3 separate regions of the Mus musculus genome follow, and regions 1 and 2 are each linked to region 3. Evidence: chromatin contacts called from public HiChIP or PLAC-seq and promoter capture Hi-C data. All regions are on one chromosome and are shown on one strand. The core of a region is the stretch at or near the end of the contact, and the rest is flanking DNA. Distances in the headings are between cores, read along the strand shown.

Evidence for each region. Promoter capture Hi-C pulls out the DNA fragments that hold promoters and counts their contacts. HiChIP or PLAC-seq counts read pairs in DNA pulled down with a chosen protein or histone mark.
Region 1: an H3K27ac HiChIP or PLAC-seq map of thymic regulatory T cells shows a contact between it and region 3, with 5 times the contacts expected there. The contact joins the promoter of Nmd3 here to the promoter of Il12a in region 3. A contact is called at or near these places in 2 of 39 promoter capture datasets (hippocampal neurons and pre-B cells), 1 of 484 Hi-C or Micro-C datasets (pro-B cells), 2 of 115 datasets of contacts at active chromatin or transcription factors (double positive thymocytes and thymic regulatory T cells) and 2 of 9 other capture datasets (adipose tissue and liver).
Region 2: a promoter capture Hi-C map of embryonic stem cells shows a contact between it and region 3, with 6 times the contacts expected there. The contact joins the promoter of Mfsd1 here to the promoter of Il12a in region 3. A contact is called at or near these places in 12 of 39 promoter capture datasets (the 3T3-L1 cell line, the C10 cell line, embryonic stem cells and 5 more), 2 of 115 datasets of contacts at active chromatin or transcription factors (embryonic forebrain and embryonic stem cells) and 1 of 9 other capture datasets (pancreatic islet).

What each region holds. Positions count from the first base shown.
Region 1 is chr3:69,720,571-69,723,866 of GRCm38.p6, reverse strand. Nmd3 (NMD3 ribosome export adaptor) reads right to left here and starts at 1,812. Exons shown (of 16, transcript NM_133787.2): 1 at 1,745-1,812; 2 at 1,401-1,458. The coding sequence starts at 1,444.
Region 2 is chr3:67,581,081-67,584,680 of GRCm38.p6, reverse strand. It overlaps Mfsd1 (major facilitator superfamily domain containing 1), which reads right to left and starts at 1,913. Exons shown (of 16, transcript NM_025813.3): 1 at 1,704-1,913; 2 at 1-37. The coding sequence starts at 1,863.
Region 3 is chr3:68,689,295-68,692,737 of GRCm38.p6, reverse strand. It overlaps Il12a (interleukin 12a), which reads right to left and starts at 1,314. Exons shown (of 7, transcript NM_008351.3): 1 at 1,172-1,314; 2 at 582-715. The coding sequence starts at 1,187.

The sequences.
Region 1 (3,296 bases), core at 563-3,062, 1.0 Mb before region 3:
AGATCTGTGAGTCTCACGCCAGCCAGAGCTTCATGAGAGTCTGTCTCGAAGAGGGGAAAAAGGCAATCTTAAAGACAGAGTGAAGAAGAATCCTGAAACATCGGCAAAAATCAAAGGGCCATAATTCTGAAAATGCTTAAAGAGGGCACTGTGCGACTTTGTCATGCTAATGAACTTCATGCAATGATAGAAATGTCCTAGTCCCTCATCTCTTCTTTAAAATTGGAAAACTAAGAAAAAAAGAAATTAGCAATGCAAATAGTCTAACAACAATAGCAAACACTAATGTGCACATAAATTCAACAATATAAACAAAAGACAGCCAAGTGTGATGGTGCAGACCTTTACCCAGCACTTGCGAGGCAGAGGCAGAGGCAGACAGATCTCTCTATGAGTTCCTGGTAAGCAGGACTTAACATGGTAAGACTGTCTCAAAAGCAAAAATAAACAACAAAGAGAAACAAACAATATATGTAAGATCCGTTTCTCGTTTCTCTTGCATCTGACTCGGCTAGTGGGTGCCCCCTTTGTTCTGAGCATCTACAATGCGTAGATGCGAACAGGCCCCCTTTACAGGGACCCACAATGAACAGTAAAGGAAAATGTACGTATTCCATGAAAACAGAAAGGAGATTATTAAGGAAAGGAAAGGGACCTGTGAGGGGGTAGGAGGGTTAAGGAAGATCAATGGTAGGGTAAATATGAACGCTGTACAATGTTAAATATGCGGACCCTCCTATATACATGAAAATATAATGAAACCCTGTATTTTATGTTACAAAGTAATTTTTAAAAGGAGAAATAGACAAAAATACAGGACAAGAAGAGCACCTATGCCTACCGATGCTCTAAGCTACAGGAGTATAACTCTATAGTGTACTGGAGGCAGAAAAATTTTGTGAAGCAGGCCTGACATAATCGCAGCACTTGGGAGGCTAAGGCTGAAGGGACAAGGCTCTCAAGGTCAGCCGTGGCTACAGAGTGAATTCCAGGGCCAATCTAACAGGACTGGCTCCATCGAAAGTAAGATTTCAACGAAACAGCAGAAAAAGTCTGTGAACCTCCGCCACCGTGGCCCACGGCTGCCCAAAGAAAACTAAGATAATCTTCCAGTGGTGGCCACTAGCTGCACGTGAGCACCGCATACCATGTGGCTAGCACGACAGAGGAGCCGGGTGACAACCGTACACGTCCACTCGTGCCCCTCTAGGAGGACGTCTTCTCAAAGCACTCATTTTTTTCTACACCGGACTTAAAATGGGGTAGACTTCCTATGCGATCAAGACCCAACCGTTTTCTCCCACCGAGAAAAGGACCTCTCCTGCTAGCGTTAACCGTTTTCTCGGTATTTTACGATCTGCAGACGCCAAGGGATCGATCAGGGCGGGCTCGCAACTCACATGTGTCCCGGGCTGTGCTCAATGGACTCTGCCATGTACTCCATGGTTCGCGCGCGACCTATCAAGGGGAGGGAAGGACCGGTGAGACTTGGATCCATCAGGTCGAGTCTCCTGAGTTCGGGGACAGCCATGCGTGCGGCACACAAGCCCGGGGGTCGCGAGCCGCCGCCCAGCACGGCCCTTCCGCCCTCCTCCGCGCCGCGGCTCCGCATGCGGCCGGCCTCGGCCCCACACCCACGCCCCGGCGCCCGTGCGGGCCGCTCGCAGCCCGGGTACAGGGCCCGGCTCGCTCCCTCGTCTGGCCGCTGTTGGCGCAGGAGCCGGGTCTCCCACCCAGAACCTACCAGCAGCTCCGTGACAGGGCGAAATACACCCACAGCGGGCAACCCGCCGGCCAGGACGCACTACCGGCTACCTCAGCCGCGCTACACACCTACGAAGATCTCGCGATAGGAGAACCGGAAATCCCGCGTGCTGAAGGGTGCGGGAGAAGGGGACGGGTGGGCGGGGTCAAAGAATACACGTGTAGCAAGGGGCGGGGCCTATGGAGTGAGTGGGTGGGGATACGGGAGACCGGGCGAGCTGAGCAGGCTCGGGACAGTGATTACAACAGTTTGGTGTCTGTGATAGGCTCACCGTTCCACCCGCCCCCGTATCTTTAAAATGCACTTCTCAGCTCCTGGGGAGAGGGCTCAGCAGTTAAAAGCAGTTGTTCTTACAAAGGACCTGGGTTCAATTCCCAGCACTCACAGGGTGGGCTCACTGACGTCTAGAGTTCCATTTGGAGAGGATCTGCCGCCCTCTTAACTCTGAGGCCACCAACCACAAACTTGGTGCATATATATTCATGCGGGCCAAACACTCAAATACATAAAATACATGGATCTTTCTAAAGAAACATGGCCACTGTAAATATCACCATGGACAACTTAAGAGTATCGAATCGCTGTTTACTAAACAGTTGATGCAAAAAGAAAAAGAAAAGAAAGAAAAACTGAAAACTCTCTATTATATTGCAAACACTGTACTTTTAATAGTAAGCAGAAAATATAAAATGTTTTTCATTAAAGAAAAGTATTATTCTTAAAGAAATCATCTGAAACATATTTTTCTCAGAAGTGGATCCACAAAATAGATGAAAACAGGTAAATCCGCAACTGTAACCGAAACTGATGTCAAAAGGAAGACCCTAGCATTTCTAAGGTCCGAAGAGGTGTCAGACGCCCCGGAGCTGGAGTTACAGGTGGTTTGAAACTGCCCAACACAGAGGCTGAGAACCAAGCTCTTCTGGTCCTGGGAGAGAGTAGCAGATGTTCTTAACTGCTGAGCCACCACCTTTCCAGCTCCACACAATCATCTGTGTTTTATAAGACATTTATAATGAACATGGAAATGTAACTACAGTATAAACTTTAGTTACTTGTTTTTTAAAGATATGCCTAATTTCTACTAAAACAGACAAGGGTGTTTATGTTCTCCACTTTTAATAGAGTGTTGGAAGTTTTTAGCTAGGGCTGTAAGACAAGGGAAATAATAAAGGGAATACAAATAAGAAAGGGAGAAACCAAAATATTCTTATTTGCAGATGCTATGATTCTATACATGAGAGTCCTAAGAACTCCAATAGAAGCCTTAGCGTTGGAGGCTGGGGAGATGGCTGAGTCAGTAAGGTGCTTGCCATGCAGGCTCGAGGATCTGAGTTGGATACCCAGCACCTGCATAAAGAGGGGAAAGTGGTCTGAAGAGATGGCTCAGTAGTCCATACTATTATTCTTGCAAAACACTAGAGTTCAGTACCCAGCATCCGTATTATCATCTTTGAATGGCTTATAACTTCAACTCCAGGGGGATGCCTCTATCTTCTGTGGGCTCCTGCACTCATATTAACCGTCGGCA
Region 2 (3,600 bases), core at 664-3,163, 1.1 Mb after region 3:
TGAAGGGCAGCGGGGTTGTCATAGCAGAAATAGCTGCCTAGAAAAAGGAAGAACACATATTTCACTCGGAATGATAATATCTATATAAGAGTTTCAAGTTACAACTCCTAACTAGTAACTCCCCGGAGGTGTTTAAGGTTTACTATGGCTGACACTATGACAACAGATTTTTTTTTCTTGCTTGTGTGTTTGTTTTACACCACTTCCTGATCTACCATTCCAAAGAACTTCCACAAGGTAGTGGTGTGCATACACAGCATATACCAGAAACCTGATAAAGAGGTCAACATCAACTGCTTTTAATCATTTCGTTTCCGTCTTTCTTCCCATGCTTATCACTGTATTAACATCTTCATGAAATCGCTGCATTTCCCTTACTTAAAAAAAGTCTACAAGCATCCTCTACAGGTGCACGTTAGCTGGGTCCTCACTTTTCTTGAAAGCAGAGGTAACTCAGAGATTCAAACCAAACCAGTATTTGATATAGATCCTGATCCTGCAAACAAACAAACAAAAACAAACAAAAATACCCAGGAGCAAATAACTGAGTGAAAACTGGGCTAGAAACAAGAACAACACAAGCGCCAGTCTAAGGGATCAAATGAAAACTGGCAATGTCTCCTGGGAGCGGGGAAAGCTGACAGGCTTGAAGAAGCCCCAAGGTAACACTGCCTGTTTCCCCGCTGACTCTGTAAATACACAAAGCTAGCGGTCCAAAGGTGGAGAAGGCAGCTAGCGACAGGGCGGCTCTAGTTTCTCAAACCCAAACTTTCAGCCCAATCTACCTACCAAAAATAAACTGTCAACTTGAGTAGGGACAATTTCTTCAAGTGTTTTGTCTATGCTTACTGGTTATTGATTCTAAACCTAGAAACTTCTCCTTCAGGATTTAACTGCTTATAAGAAATTCAATACCATGGTTGGTTGGTTGGTTGGTTGAGACAAGATCTCACTTTGTAGCCCTGGCTGGCCTCTCTAGCGCACAGACATGTCCCTGTCTTCCAGTACTGAGATTAAAGGGCGCCACCACTATCAGCTCAATACGTTTTAAAGCAAATGAGTACCATCTTCTCAAAAATAAAGAAACCGAAGCCCAAAGTATCTTTTATAAACCAGGTGCATGTATTTCTGAATCTGATCCCCCTGAAACACTCTTTCAAGCCAAGCCAGTTGTTACGAATCCGAACAGTTTCAATGTAAACTAAAAACTGTAACACGGGAGGGAAGGGTGTCTTTAAAAGTAGCTAATGAAAGTGTTTTGCGCCAGATCAGATTTCATAAGTGAAACCAACTTAACAAGTGTGGTCCTGCAAGGCTGTCTCACAGAGGAAAGGTAAGAAAAGACTCCTACTAAGGTGTACTTAGCAGTGAACACTATCCAAAGCGGATCCGAGCTCTAAAAGAATACAAAGGAAAGCACTGGGGAATGGGAGGGGTCGCCTGGGGAGGGAGGAAGAGGGACTTAGTCACGCTCTGAAATTCCCCCAGCAACGTTCTGAAACTCTCGGGAGCACAGCTCTCCGGGAGAAAGATCTGAGTTTCCTTCTCATCTGCGTCCCCAGGGAGGAGCTGCTGAACACCGGGGCTTGGAGGAACAAACGTCACCTCGCTCCAGACACTTGGAAAAAGCGGGCTCCCGAGCCCAGGCAGCAGCGCGAACCCTGGAATCCCTCTATCATCTGCCCCAGCCGAGCCCCGCTCACCGAAGCCAAGGAAGCACATGAGCGACAGCACCACGAGCCGGTGCGCCAGGCGGCTGGGGTCGCAGAGCGCGGACAGAGCGCGAGGGGCGCCATGGACTGCGCTGTCCGCCTCGCGGCGGCCCCCAAGCAGCGCCCGATCTTCCCCATCCTCGTCCTCCATCAGCTTGCAGCCTGGAACGGAGCAGGAAGCAAAGGCAGGGCGGCAGCGGCAGCGGCAGCACTCACGTGATCACGTGTGTTCACGTGACTTGCTCGGGCCACGCCTCTCCGTGCTCACGTGAACGGTTGCTCACGTGGTGGCCGGGCTCCCGTGCTGCCTTTCTGTTCTGCCGATGGGGTATAGATCCGGTCGGGAGTGGGAGTGAGCGACCGGGTTCTCATTAACATCTGATTTAAAACCAGTAGGAAGTGGTGGTGCAGAAGTCGTGGTGGAAGGCTTGACCTGAACCCAGCTCAGTCCTCCCTCCCTCACTTCGCCAACTCTTCATGAAGAGTTGTTAAGTTGACCTGACGGAACAGCATATGATGTACCTGACACTTATGTACTAGAAAAGAGGACAAATTCTCTCACCTCTGAATATGGGTGAGAGAATTTCCTTAGGTGGACAGAAACTAATCATGTGGGTGGATGGATGGTGACTGCAGCTGAAAGAGTTATTGAATTCCTCTGGGTTTTATACGTTTATAATTACACGTTTATACTGATCTTGGAGTAAGAGGAAAGTCGAGTAAAGTAGAAACACGAACATCCTAAATGAGGAGCCATTCAGAGATGTCCAGCAGAGTATAGAGACCACTAGGTTTGTTTTGAGAAGTTTGATTTGGCAGCGCAGCCTTCTACCCCACATTTCTAGGTTTGCCGAGTCTTTGCAGTAGAATTTTGAGTGTAGCAAGGCTAGGTGCTAAATAGCTGTAAAGCGTGCCGCAGAAGTGAAAGTGAGAGGCTCAAAGCTGGAGCTATCGCACCAAGGAGAGATCCAGTGACTAAATGAGGACTTGCTTAAACAATAGCACCTGGGATTTGAAAAAGGAGGAGGACTTTTGAGTGTTTTCTAGACTCCTAGCTTGGGCCCTCCAAAGAGATCCAAATATGGGGGATGGGGAAGCAGAGGGACTGTGTCAGAGAGATACCGTTTGGAATGTTTATGCATAGCCTGCTGTCTACCTTGCATTCCCCTGACTAACACTGTGCAGTTGCCAGCACAGTGGTCATACCCCACCTTGGGCTTAATCTTTCACTCAGCATCAGCTGTACTACAATGAAGGGCCTAGACCATCAGTTTACATTCCTTGGCTTTGTCCACAGTATAGATTACTGTCTTGTGCTGGCTAGTTTTATGTCAACTTGACACAAGCTGAAGTCATCTGAGAGGAGGGAGCCTCAGTTGAGAAAATGCCTCCATGGAATGAACCTGTAGGCAAGGCTGTAGGACATTTTCTTAATTAATGACTGTTGGGGAGGGCCCAGCTACCCTTGGGTTGATAGTCTGAGGTTCTATGAGAAAGCAGGCTGAACAAGTCATGAGGAGCAAGCCAGTAAGCAGCACTGTTCCATGGCCTCTACATCAGCTCCTGCCTCCAGCAGAAGGTTCTGTTTGAGTTCCTGTCCTGACTTCCTTCAGGGAGAGACTATGATGTGGAAGTATAAGCCAAATTAATCCTTTCCTCCTTAACTTGCTTTGGTCATAGTGTTTCATTAAAGCAATAGAAACCCTAACTAAGACAAGTCTAATGGCTAAGTCAAAAATACAGGTAAGAGGCTGGCTGCCAGTATCTCTAATCCACTTTTTGGCTTTTTGGGTTTTGTTTGTTTGTTTGTTTCGTTTGTTTGTTTATTTTGTTTTGTTTTTGCCTTTAGAAATCTAAGTAAAAATGGCTATGATAGTATAGACAGTTT
Region 3 (3,443 bases), core at 65-2,564:
GAAACCGTGGCAATTTTACAACGGAAAAGGCTATTTTGCATTCAAACATGAAACCTGAGAAAAATGAGTGGAGCCGTGACTAAAACTGGATCACACTTGCCCCAGAAAACTGGAGGCTGGACCTGCTTGCTATCTGATGTCTGAGTCCTCCCTGACATGTGTCCATCCGACAAGGGACTGCATCACAGTGCTGGACACTGGTGAGCAGGGGGAGAGACAATCTAATTCATCTCTATGGCTTGTGAAGCACAGAGAGTGTACCTAGAGACTGTCTCCCTGTTCCACCTGCCCTGAAGCAGAAGCAGGGAGCACCTGACACTGTGTCACACAGGCAGGCAGGCTGGGAGGGACATTGCAAGTCCCCACTTTCCTCTGTGTAGACACAGCCTAAACCGATGCCGTTACAATTTATTACCATTCTTCCTTTCTCTAGAGACACAGTTTCCTTTAGATTATATTTAGAAGTCTTGAAACCCTCTACGGTTCCTGCCAGATACCATAAACTTCCCAGCAGATACCAGATAGGTTAGAAGTCATGTCAACAGCGGAACTTTGAAGCCAGAAGGACAGGAGAAACTCACCGTCTTCACCATGTCATCTGTGGTCTTCAGCAGGTTTCGGGACTGGCTAAGACACCTGGCAGGTCCAGAGACTGGAATGACCCTGGCCAAACTGAGGTGGTTTAGGAGGGCAAGGGTGGCCAAAAAGAGGAGGTCTGGAAGGGAAACAAAGGGCAGGTGGAGCTTGTCAACTTGGTTTTGACCTGCCTCTTTCTTCAGCCATTCTGGCAATTTTTTCCATCCATTCTGGGTACTGACCTCCCTCCACACATAATTTAAGCCCTTCCCCGGGGCTGACAGATGAAGCAAGACCTCCCAGATCTTGTTTGGGGACTGCCTGAGACCTGCATTTTCCTTACATTGGTTTCAAGGCTGGGCTTTAGTTCTCTTCTGTGAAACGGGCATAGCCGTAGCCCCCAGGGTTGTTCTATAATGAGACCATGCTCGGTGCAGCGCAATCTAGCACGACCATCTTTCCCCTCTTCCTTCCCTTGGCCTGCAGTTGCTGGCAGCCCTTTAGTCTCCCTTAATGGGTCCAGGGCTTCTGTCTGTTCTTTCTCAAGCCTTCTCCTCTCATCAAGTCACCCTGGTCCCGGCCCTCAGGTACTTACAGCGTGATTGACACATGCTGGACCGGCACTGAGAGGAGCTGCTGGATGCCGAGGGTGAGGCTGTTGGAACGCTGACCTTGGGAGACACATTTTTATAATTGTCTGGATAGCCGGCAGGACTTTCCCAGGACTGTGTCTCTTGCTTTCTCTCTCTGTCTCTACATCTCAAGGACAAGTGCGTCGATCGCCCCCAAGGCTGGTGGCGCTTTCGAATTAACTCTCGGAGTGCCCGTTTGAGGAGATTCGGGACCGTCCCACCGCCCACCACACTCAGAGCGAAAGCAAAACCGGCCTGCGAGTAGCCACTCTTGTCCCGGGACAGGTCTGTCCTGCCCCACTACCCCCTAGCCCTAACACGCTGCCCAGTGCCCCTTCTAAAGAAGCACAAGCTACCCACTCGTCTCTCCATCGTGGACACTGAGTCTGACTCAATGTATTTTGCGAATCTGTCCTACTTTGAAAGTATAAAGGAACAAAATAGATGTGGTGGCTATATATCGCTTAAAACTCAGTTCTGGCAGTTTTGATTTAGTGAGACGACTGCACAGCATCTTGGGGGAAAAGGGCCCAGAGAGAGCAAGGCCATCTCTCTGCAGGAGCCTAAGAGGCAGCAAAGGCTCCTGAAGCCTCCAGATCTGCAAGAAGGCATTGCCTGGCTGCCAGTGGGATGCATTCTGAGCTAGTTTTGGAAATGGGAATCAACACAGTAGGGAGGCAGAGGGCAGATGGGAACGGAGCGCGTTGCAAGTTGTGATACTGGTGGGGATATATCTGGTCATTGCCGAGAGATTGTGGACAACATCTTTAGCCTTTCTGGACTTTTACCATAGAGATATCCTTGGATGTGCACGGTGAGAAGATTTCAGCAGCAGTGTAGACGCCAGATGCAAGGGTCCAGCTCAGATCCAAGGGAGTAGGTGGCAGGATATGGCCAACCCATGGCTCCATTCAAGATGGAGAACAAAGGTGGCTGAAGGGATTCCCAGTGGGGTAACAGGCTAACACCTGATAACTCCCCAGGCTGATTGAGCGTAGTCCCAGCTCCTGCAAAGAAAGTGTGAGAGTTCGAAGCTTGCAATGACAAGCTGTAATTTGGAGGTTTGGGGTAGGAGATTCCTTGGAACTTAACTCCTTTCTACCCCAAGACAGCCTCACTGGGTGTGCAGAGAGAGGAGGCCCTGCTTGGTCATTGACTTGGAGCCTGCCATGTGTCTGGCTTCCCCCAGACCCATCCAGCTGTCAGAGCCCACCTCCTATTGAGGCAACCATCTCCATAACCACAAGCCTTTGGGAGCACGGGAGAGAAGAGCCGGTGCCTCTTCCTTCTGAAGTCCACTAAAGCCTGGACAGAAGAGATCAGTGAGCACTTACTCAGCAGGGTGGACCTCTGTTGAAAAGGGCGAAGCCAAGCCAATAAGAAGGACACCATAGCAGCTCTGATCAGTGAGGTCCCTGTGGCTGTGAACTGGGGACAAGGGACAATGGATGATTAGAATTACTGATGTCGTAATAGTTTATGTAGAGCTGTGCTTGCCCAGGAGGTTACAATGAAGCTCATTTAAGGGAGCTGTTCCTTTCCTAGAGGGCAAACTCTTACAAAAAGGTAGTTCCTGCCATCCAGGTGAGTCCAGAGCCTCTGTTCAGTGTACATTCTTGGCCACCAGACACAGTCCCTAACCCATGCATTTAAAATACAACTTTAAAAAAATTCTTGTAGAATTCACACAAGCTACAATGTATTTTGATCATATTTGTCCCTCAGGCCTTCTCCAACGATCCTTCCCTCACTTCTGTCATGAGTTTAATTTGTCCTGTTTAAACACTCATAAATCAGGAGCAGAGTCAACTAACCAGGGGCCACAACTCCCCCCACCCCCCACCCCCCACCCCCCAAAAAAAGCCTGAATGTCCCTCCTGAAGAAGTCCTGAAATGTCATGCTCCATGTTGGAATCTTGCCTGGGTGAACCTGAAAACCTGACTCCTAGGACAGCTGCCTTGGGTTGGCAAGTGCACTGTTGCTGTATTCCAGAGAAACAGTATTTCTCCGCAGTCCTCCCTGACCTCTGCCCTTTACACCGTTTCCATGCCCTCTTCCTCATGGTCTATAAACCTTGCAGTGGAGGCTGGGATACAGATGTTTCGTTCCTGGGTGAGCACTCCATGGGTGAGCGGGAGGACTCACGCGTACTTGCTCTCTGTATACGTTTGCCAAACATTTCCTGATGGTTTTACTTTCCTCTGTAATGTTACTTTTCTTTAAGTTTGTTTGTT